2 separate regions of the Mus musculus genome follow, and region 1 is linked to region 2. The links are chromatin contacts, called in public promoter capture Hi-C maps. All regions are on one chromosome and are shown on one strand. The core of a region is the stretch at or near the end of the contact, and the rest is flanking DNA. Distances in the headings are between cores, read along the strand shown. Region 1 holds the start of Olfr1419 (olfactory receptor 1419). Region 2 holds the start of Mrpl16 (mitochondrial ribosomal protein L16).

The links. Promoter capture Hi-C pulls out the DNA fragments that hold promoters and counts their contacts.
Region 1: a contact with region 2 is called in a promoter capture Hi-C map of embryonic stem cells, with 6 times the contacts expected there. A contact is called at or near these places in 17 of 39 promoter capture datasets (the 3T3-L1 cell line, 3T3-L1-derived adipocytes, the HPC-7 cell line and 8 more), 54 of 484 Hi-C or Micro-C datasets (the G1E-ER4 cell line, the HPC-7 cell line, bone marrow-derived macrophages and 7 more), 17 of 130 datasets of targeted methods (bone marrow-derived dendritic cells, bone marrow-derived macrophages, embryonic stem cells and 1 more) and 5 of 9 other capture datasets (adipose tissue, embryonic stem cells, liver and 2 more).

The regions. Positions count from the first base shown.
Region 1 is chr19:11,868,290-11,872,911 of GRCm38.p6, reverse strand. It overlaps Olfr1419 (olfactory receptor 1419), which reads left to right and starts at 1,607. Exons shown (of 1, transcript NM_001011775.2): 1 at 1,607-2,766. The coding sequence starts at 1,698. The coding sequence ends at 2,729.
Region 2 is chr19:11,768,012-11,772,168 of GRCm38.p6, reverse strand. Mrpl16 (mitochondrial ribosomal protein L16) reads right to left here and starts at 1,754. Exons shown (of 4, transcript NM_025606.3): 1 at 1,645-1,754; 2 at 1,302-1,367. The coding sequence starts at 1,699.

The DNA.
Region 1 (4,622 bases), core at 358-2,857, 100 kb before region 2:
GAAGTATTCACACGTTGGTCTTTCTTCTTGATTTTCTTATGTTTTGCAAATTGATCTTGGGTATTCTAAGTTTCTGGGCTAATATCCACTTATCAGTGAAACAATTAGCTGTTAAATATTAATTTCTCCGAAGAGCTTCCAGCATGAAGAATCACTTTTTACTTATTAATATTGTTGCTTATTTTTTGAGAATTTCATATACATACATACATATGTGTGTATATATATATATGTACATACATATACATATATAATGGATCTTGATTATAAACACCCCAGTTCCTCCTCACTTTCCACCCAAGACTCCCCCATGTGCCCTGCGTTCTTCTCACCTTTATGCCCTCTTTTCTGTTAGCATTGGCTACATGAGCATAAGCAACCTAGTCTACTGGTGGTCACACTCCCAAGTGAAATGATTTCTCCTCCAGCAGCGTGATCACCATAAAAACAAAGAAAAGCCAAACGCCATATTGAAGCTTAGGCTACATTGGTTATCAAACTAGCATAAACCAATAGTTGAACTTGTTCTTTGATCTCATCCTTCACTTTTAGAAGAATAGTGTTCTTAGCTTTCTGAGTATCCTCTGCAAACATCAAGGGAAAGACCATTCAGTCGCTAATTTAGTCAGTTTCATTCAACTGAAAGGCTAACCACAATCACACGGAAATGTGTGTGCAGGCATGTGTGAGTCCATATTGCAGCTTACTTAAGTTCAGAAACATGGAAGTGTCAGCAGAGGCAGAGCCGGTGACCAGGGCAGTAGAGATTTTTAAATGTTATTTCCTGAAGTTGCACCTCAGCAAAGAACTCCATTTTCACTTATAAAATTGTTTTGTGACTCAGGATTTAATAATTGTATTGATAATGCAAGAATAAGAAGCTATCTTTTAAGACTCTCAGAATTGATCAACACAGCTTAGAAAGCATTTAAAAAAGACTACACTGGGCCTATAATATTGAGGTAGGTAGGGGGGTGAGCCCTGTAAAAGGAGGTTGGAAATCCTTTATAAGGTAGATGCCATTGGAACAAGGATAAAAGGAGATGTGGAAGAAGATGGATCAGCTGTAAGGTTGCTATTTGACACAATGCAACTGTGAAATTGAATTGTTGAATATTTAAGAAAAAATACCAGAATTCCAAGTTTTAAAGGATTAGATAGGTAAAAATGCATCCTATTTTAGTGATCTGGGCTCTGAATACCCACACTTGCAGAATGGGTAAAAGGCAGACTTGTGTAGCTTGCCGTCTGCGCTTGGTGTGGGGATCACATACATCCTTAGAGATCTGTACTTGTGAGCTGTTCTATGAATGTGTAGTCATAGAAACAAAAGGGCATGAGGCCGGTGAGAAAGTTTTGCTCCAAAAGAAGAGGGATGATGATCAGGAACGACATGGACAACACAAGGTAGCATATATCGAGACCCTCATGCATGCCTGGCATTGGTCTCTGTGCTTGTAGTCATAGAGTCTTGCTCAATTTTCACCAACACTCTGAGGTGGGTGTCATACATTTCTGAATTTTACAGTGAAAATGCTGGAGCCCATATTTCTCCAAAGTCACAGAGCTAGCTGGGGTTGAAATTCAAAGGAAGCTCAGAGAATAAGCACTTGGTTAACTGCAGACTGTGATTTAATATAGCTTAGTGACATGGGAAAGTAACTTTACCCTTGACTCTTTTCCTTGTACTAGGTCTGATGGAGGAGGAAAATCAGACAGGAGTGGTATATTTCCACTTCCGCCCCTTTTCAACCAACTCTACAGTGGCTTCCCTAGTGTTTGTGGGCTTCTTGCTGCTGTATCTAGGAAGTCTCATTGGAAACCTCACCATTGGGCTCACAGTCTGGCAGGATCACTCCCTCCATACCCCGATGTACTTCTTCCTTTTTGTGTTGGCCACATTAGAGCTTGGCTATTCCACCAACATTGCTCCACTGACTCTAGCTAGCATTCTCTCCATGGGGAAGATGCTTATCTCTCTGCCCAGCTGTGGGGCCCAGATGTTCTTCTTCATCCTCCTTGGAGGATCTGACTGTGTCCTGCTGGCCATCATGGCCTATGACAGGTATGTGGCCATCTGTCATCCATTGCATTACAGCCTCATTATGAGTTGGCAGCTCTGTGGGCAGATGGCTTTAGGTTCTCTGGGGCTGGGTTTCCTTTTGTCACTGCCTTTGACCATTCTGATCTGCCACCTCCCATTCTGTGGCCACAATGAAATCTACCACTTCTTCTGCGACATGCCTGCAGTCATGCGCCTGGCCTGTACAGATACCCATATACACCAGGCAGCTCTCTTTGCCATCAGCGTGGCTGCAGTAGCCATTCCTTTTCTCCTTATCTGTCTCTCCTATGGTTGCATTGTGGCTACCATCCTGAGGATGACGTCAGCAGAGGGGAAACGCCGGGCTTTCTCCACCTGCTCTTCACACCTCCTCGTGGTTGTCCTGCAGTATGGATGTTGCACCCTCATCTACCTTCGCCCTAGCTCCAGCTACTCCCCGGAAGAAGGCCGGGCAGTATCTGTTGTCTATACCTTCTTCTCCCCATTGCTGAATCCCTTAATCTATAGTTTAAGGAACCAAGAGGTGACTGATGCAGTAAAAAGACTTTTGACAAGAATGTTCTGGTTCAGAAAGCCAGAAAGATTCCTTCCTGGGGGAAATTATTCACTGAACAAGGGAGAACACAGTATGATGGAAAAGAAACTCAAAATCAATAGGCCATGAGACTGGAGCAGTACTTGCACTCATGACTACCTGGGTCTAGGAAGTGTTAATTGTCACCCTCTACTTCTATTAGATTTTCAGTGACTGAGTCCTGGATCGACCCATGCTGCCTTAATCGGCCTTCTTTTCTACCACAGGACTTAGGATAAAGGCTGGCAGAGGAAACTCAGAGGAAAAGAGGAAACAAATGAATAAGATTGTTGACAGCAGGGCTGAAGAGACCGCTCAGCAGTTAAGAGCACTGACTGCTCTTCTAAAAGTCCTGAGTTCAAATCCCAGCAACCACATGGTGGCTCACAACTATCAGTAATGAGATCTGATGCCCTCTTCTGGGGTGTCTGAAGACAGCTACAGTGTACTTACATATAATAAATAAATCTTAAAGAAAAAAAGAATGTTGACAACAGGTGATAGATAACTATCATTCTGTTACACTTTAAAGGCTTGTAGACCCCAGTCCATCTACATATAGCAATGTTTCTTTGACTTTTTTTGTTGGCATTAAATGTCTCCTGAAACCTCACTTCCTTAACACAATCTTGCTGAATGGCACTATCTGATAGTGATAATTTTTGAAAACTAAATCATTTTTCTTTTTATAAAATTGAGTTTAATATGTCATGGTATTAACCCTGCAATAAAGTTCTTAGGGTTCCTTTGAGACAGAAGAAATGATTTATTCTTTGCATTTTTTCTTGCACATTGCAAAGGATATAGTAAGGGCTCAGTTTTAGGGTCCAACAAACAAAGTTGAGTTCTCATCTTTCCTTTGTTTATTTACTTTATTATTTTGCTCTCTGACCCTTTATCCTTAGTTCTGTCATATGTGTGAGTGTTTTGTATGCATGCATATATGTACACCATGTGTATGCCTGGTGCTCAAGGAGGTCAGAAGAGGCTGTCAGATCTCCTGAAACTGGAGTTGCAGATGGTTGTGAGCCTCCATGTGAGTGCTGGGAGTGGGAGCTGGGTCCTCTTCAAGAGCAACATGTGCCCTTAGCTGCTGAGTCTTCTCTTCAACCCCTATTATTTCCTTCACATTAAAAGTAGATAGTAGTCTCTTCCCCACAGGCTCGGCCGAGCACAGATGGGGCTTCCTTGGCCCGCAGCCCACTTCCAGGGTCCCCGGTTCCCGCCGCCGCGTGACGTGAGGCCCGCCATGTGCGCCCGTCCGGGATTCCCTAGCCACCCCCGCGCCCGCCCGGGTTCCCCCCCCCCCCCCGCATGCAGAACTGTGACTGTCCACCAGTCACTGCCGCCGCCCACAGCGCCGTCCCCGACGAAAGCACACACGCAGATGTGGACGCCGTGGTCAAGATGTCTCTGTACTCCCCACGGGACGGACTGACGGACACCCCAAGTCGCGCGGAGGACACCGTGAAAAGGCCGCCGTTGGGACAGAGGAGGGTCGCGCATCACCGAGGAGATGGAACCGCTGTCCCCGTTGTCCCTCCCAGTTCATATATGCACATGTATGCACATGCAAACGATGCTTAAATATGTCTGTAAATGTCCCCTCCAATAAAATTGCTCTTGATGTGAAGATTAAAAAAAAAAAAGATAGTAATAACGTCTGACTGTCTGCCTTTCTGTCTACCTAGTCTTTGGAGCCAGACAAAGTTCCCATTGCCTGTAGTTCAATCTGAGGCAAAACTATATCAAGCTTGGGAGACTGATGGAGAGGGTTAGATGGAGGACTGGGAACACAGAATGATACTTTCATGGTATCTTTTTTAAAAGAGAAAAGGGTGAGAGGAGAGATGGATCAATGGGTAAAAGTGCTTGCTGTGAAACTATGGGAATGTGGATTTGAGTCCCAAGTACTTTCATAAAAAGCCAGGCATGGCTGTGTGTGCCTAGAGTTCCATGCTTGTAGGGCTTTGTTGGCTTCCA
Region 2 (4,157 bases), core at 505-3,004:
GCCCACAAGATGTCCCAACCGGTAAAAAGCACTGCTTGCCCATCTGGGTTGGAGCCTTAGGGCCCACGTGGTAGAAGGAGAGAACTGACTCCCAAAAGTAGTCACAGACCTCCAGATATATGCCTTGACACATACGCACCCACACAAGTGCATGCATACAAAATAAATAAAAGGCAATTAAAAATAAAAAGAATTGAAAACAGGAGCATACATAATTTTCAGCTAGGCCAAGAAACATAATTGGGCAAGTGGTATTCTAATCTCTACTTTAAAGAAGAGGAACTTCAGTTAAAACATCAAAGCCAGAAGCATGCTCTTAAAAACCAAAACCAAAAACAAAACAAAACTCACTGCTCCTCTAGATTGCAAAAATACCATTAAAACAAAACAAACAAACGAAAAAAAAAAAAACCTTCTGTTGTATTTTTCTTGGTAAACTTACAAAGTAGGATTTTTCTTGTCACTATCCTCTATATGACATCCTGGGGAAAACAACTGTGACTCAAAAAAAAAATTAAATATGAGAAAGAATGGCTCCATGATAGAATAAACAAAACAGGAAGCCTCAAAGGGCCATCAGATCATTAATGGAATAATAAAGTTGCTGTTCCAAGTTACAAAAACTACTCTCCCTTCACTGACTTCTATGGGCAGCTACTGTGAGACCTGGTAATACGTTCTTACATCTGCAAGTTAGTATGCACTTCTAAGCACACACAGCACCTTATTTATCAAAAATGTTAGGAGTGTTTTGTCTGCATGTATTAATGTGCAGAAGAGGATGTAGGAACCCCTGAAGCTGGAGTCCCAGATGGTTATGAACAATCTTGTGGGTTCTGAGAATTGAACCTGGGTTCTCTGCAAGAGCAACAAGTGTTATTAACTGCTGAGCCATTGCTCCAGCCCACACAGTAGTTTAACAGTTATGTGCCGAAGACCCTCAGATGTCTAGGCCATTTGCAGTTTTGGAGATTTTAGTACATTAAAAAGTTAGATGTACAGGACTGCAGAGCACCTGGCTACTATTGCTAAGTGTCTGCATATCTGTACTATTATTTAGAAGATAAAAAAATCTGATATATGCCCAGTTAGTGCTGACTGGGTAGATCATGGGCCACACATCAGTGGTAGGATGCCTGGGAACTAGCCCAATAGTTATCTGCTTTGCAACATCGAGGGACTTCGCTGCAGTTTGCCTTCCTTACATATATCTGTTGAATCACTCAACGGAGGGAGGAAGCACAAACACACCTTCGATGCCTTTTCTCAGAGAAAAATAAGTGGAAATGACAGGTACTCACTTTCAAAAGTTGGAACTGGGAGGAGCGTCTTCAGACCAGCACTGGTGGGAAGGGCTGCCCAAGAATCTACAATGACAAATCAAACCATTACTGTTACACTCTGATCACTCCTGACAGAGGTGTCTAGAAGCACGGGGGTACGAGTTCCACTAAATGGGCTTCCAAGGAAGCAACTAGGCTCACGGAGCACCGTCTCCCGCACATGACCAGGACCCAGGCCTCCGCATAGTGGAGGTGGAAGAAGTAAGGAAAGCGCAGGACCTATCGCAGTAAGCATAGACTTTGGAATGTGGGGAGGAAGATCGGGGAAATGCCTTTTTAAAAGATGAAACAGGTTTCTGACCTGAAAAGTGCATCCGCAGGAGCGGCGCGGGGACGCGCGTCAACAGCCTCCACATGGCCACGCGTGTGCTGCCGGGTCAGGTTTCTCTCAACTACAACAGTGGCTTTTCCCAGTTCAGAGCTTTGCCGGCCCGCGGACACAAGACAGGAAGTGACGTCATCCTGTCCCACCTTTTATAGAGTCCTGACGGAAGTAGAGGAAACTTCCAGCACCTGGTTCTGGAGCAGGTTATCTGCGGGTTAAAGGTCCCACAGGCCAAGCCACGCCCGAGGTGTTTCAAGTTTCCGCGAGGGTCTTCTCAGTTTTTTTCTGTTTAGTGACAGCTCTGGGTTTTCTCCTTGGTGTAGAAAGCTGCGAAAGCCCGAGGTTTTGTAAGAAGTTGTTCCCTTAACTTTCCGTACATTTATGTCTCTTCTCTAGGGACATAGAAAGATGCTATTGATTTGTCATTGGCTTATTTACTGTGCGCTTGCTGAGTTTGGTCTTGACAAATCTATCAAAAGAGCTGTAGCTGGAGTTTTCAAGGTAAAAGCACTGGCTTGGGCATTCCCAACCGGCTGGGTTCGATCACCTGTCCTTTTACTTTTATAATTAAAAAAAAAAAAGATTTATTTATTTATTATATATAAGTACACTGTAGCTGTCCTCAGACACACCAGAAGAGGGCATCAGATCTCATTACAGATGGTTGTGAGCTACCATGTGGTTTCTGGGATTTGAACTCAAAACCTCTGGAAGAGCAGTCAGTGCTCTTAACCGCTGAGCCATCTCTGCAGTCCCACCTGTCCTTAATATGCTAATTAAAAGAAAGTAACCTCGAAAAGCCATTAATTTAAGGTAGCTTCATTTGAAATAATAAATGATGGACTCCAATGACCATTCAAGATCATTTTCATGGCCCTGATATGAGCTTTAAGCTATTTATTTATTTATTTATTTATTTGAGACAAAATCTCTATGTAGTTCTGGCTGTTCTAGAACTCACTATGTAGATAGGCTGGCCTCGAACTCACAGAGATCTGTCTGCCTCAGCCTACACAGTGTGGGATTAAAGGCATGTACCACCACACCTGGCACCTTTAAGTTTAACTAGTGGACAAACTGGGGCATCGAGTGGGGAGTCCGCTAAAAAGTATGCATAATTAAGCAGTCCTGGTCTAGGCTGATCATTGCTTCAGTTTTGGTTTGGTATGGTGGTCATCTCAAGCTGGCATAGATTAACAGGATTAATTTGTTTCTATAAATGATCAGTTTGGTTTCAAGATTTAGCCTTGTCTTCACAGAAGAGGGGTAATGTTCTGTCTTCAAAGTTTTTCCTTTAAGAAATCCAAGAGAAGGAGCTGGAGGGATGGCTGGGTCGTTAAGGGGATTGGCTGCTCTAGTGAATGGACCACACCATAATTTAATAAGGAAGGGAAATGAAATAATGTATAATTATCCTTTTGGAAATGTTGGACATATAATTTTTCCTGAGGCTGGAGCTTTGTAGTGATTAGAACAAGAGGATTTGTATCTAAGCTTTTAGGAGACAGATGAAATTAGCAAATGAGACTGATGTCTGTTGTGTTTAAATCATGTTAAATCTGTGTGCTCTTAAGAATTAATTTCACAAGCAGTAAGTACAGCCTTCAATGCTTGTGGATAAGATATACTGGGGAAATTGCTTACAAATCTATTCACCTGTGCAATACATCTGCTTCCCAAGTATTAAGAGACTCTACAAATCCACCCCAGGACACAATTTAACTTGTTTATTGATATTCCTCCTTCTGCGCTGGCAAAAGGCCACATTTTGAAAGACCTGAGAGTGGTCAGAACTCCAAGTCCCCTCTTTTTAAAAGAGATGTAATCCATTCCACGACAGGTGCCACCCATGCCAGGAAGGTCAACAAAGGTGTGATAAGAGGCAAGCATCTTGGTTGGGAGGAGTGTAAAAATGAAGAAATGAAGAACCTCCTCCTTCCTGTCTTATCTTCACTATTATCTCTCTACTTAAAATAGCACTGAGCCGAGGGACAGTTTCCACTAAGGTTAATTCAGTGTTGTATTATGTAGTATTGGGCATTTAGATTTTGAAATTATGTTCTTTGTAACTATAAGGGACAATTTAAAAAGATATTTGCATATAAACAAGACATTTACATCTATGTGCAGGTGCCCACACTGGCCAGAAGAGGGAGCTGTAGTTGCTGCGCAGATGCTTGTAAACTGCCCGTACAGGTCCTCTGAAAGAACAGCTCTTAACAGTTGATTCATCTCTCTAGTCACTAGCAGTTGCCATTCTTAAGTGGGAGAGTAATGAAGAAACACAATAGCAGCAAGAAATAGCAAAATATCAGCCCAACCCTTTCTAGATAAAGGTAGTGAACAAAAGCTGGGTGAAATAGTTGATTAAAGTTGATGTGTGATAACATCTTCCAGTCTAATGGATTATAAATCACATAGTGGTGATATGTCAGTTTTCATTTCTTCATTGATGAGTGATATCTAGCTTTCCCTCATGCTTTTGATTT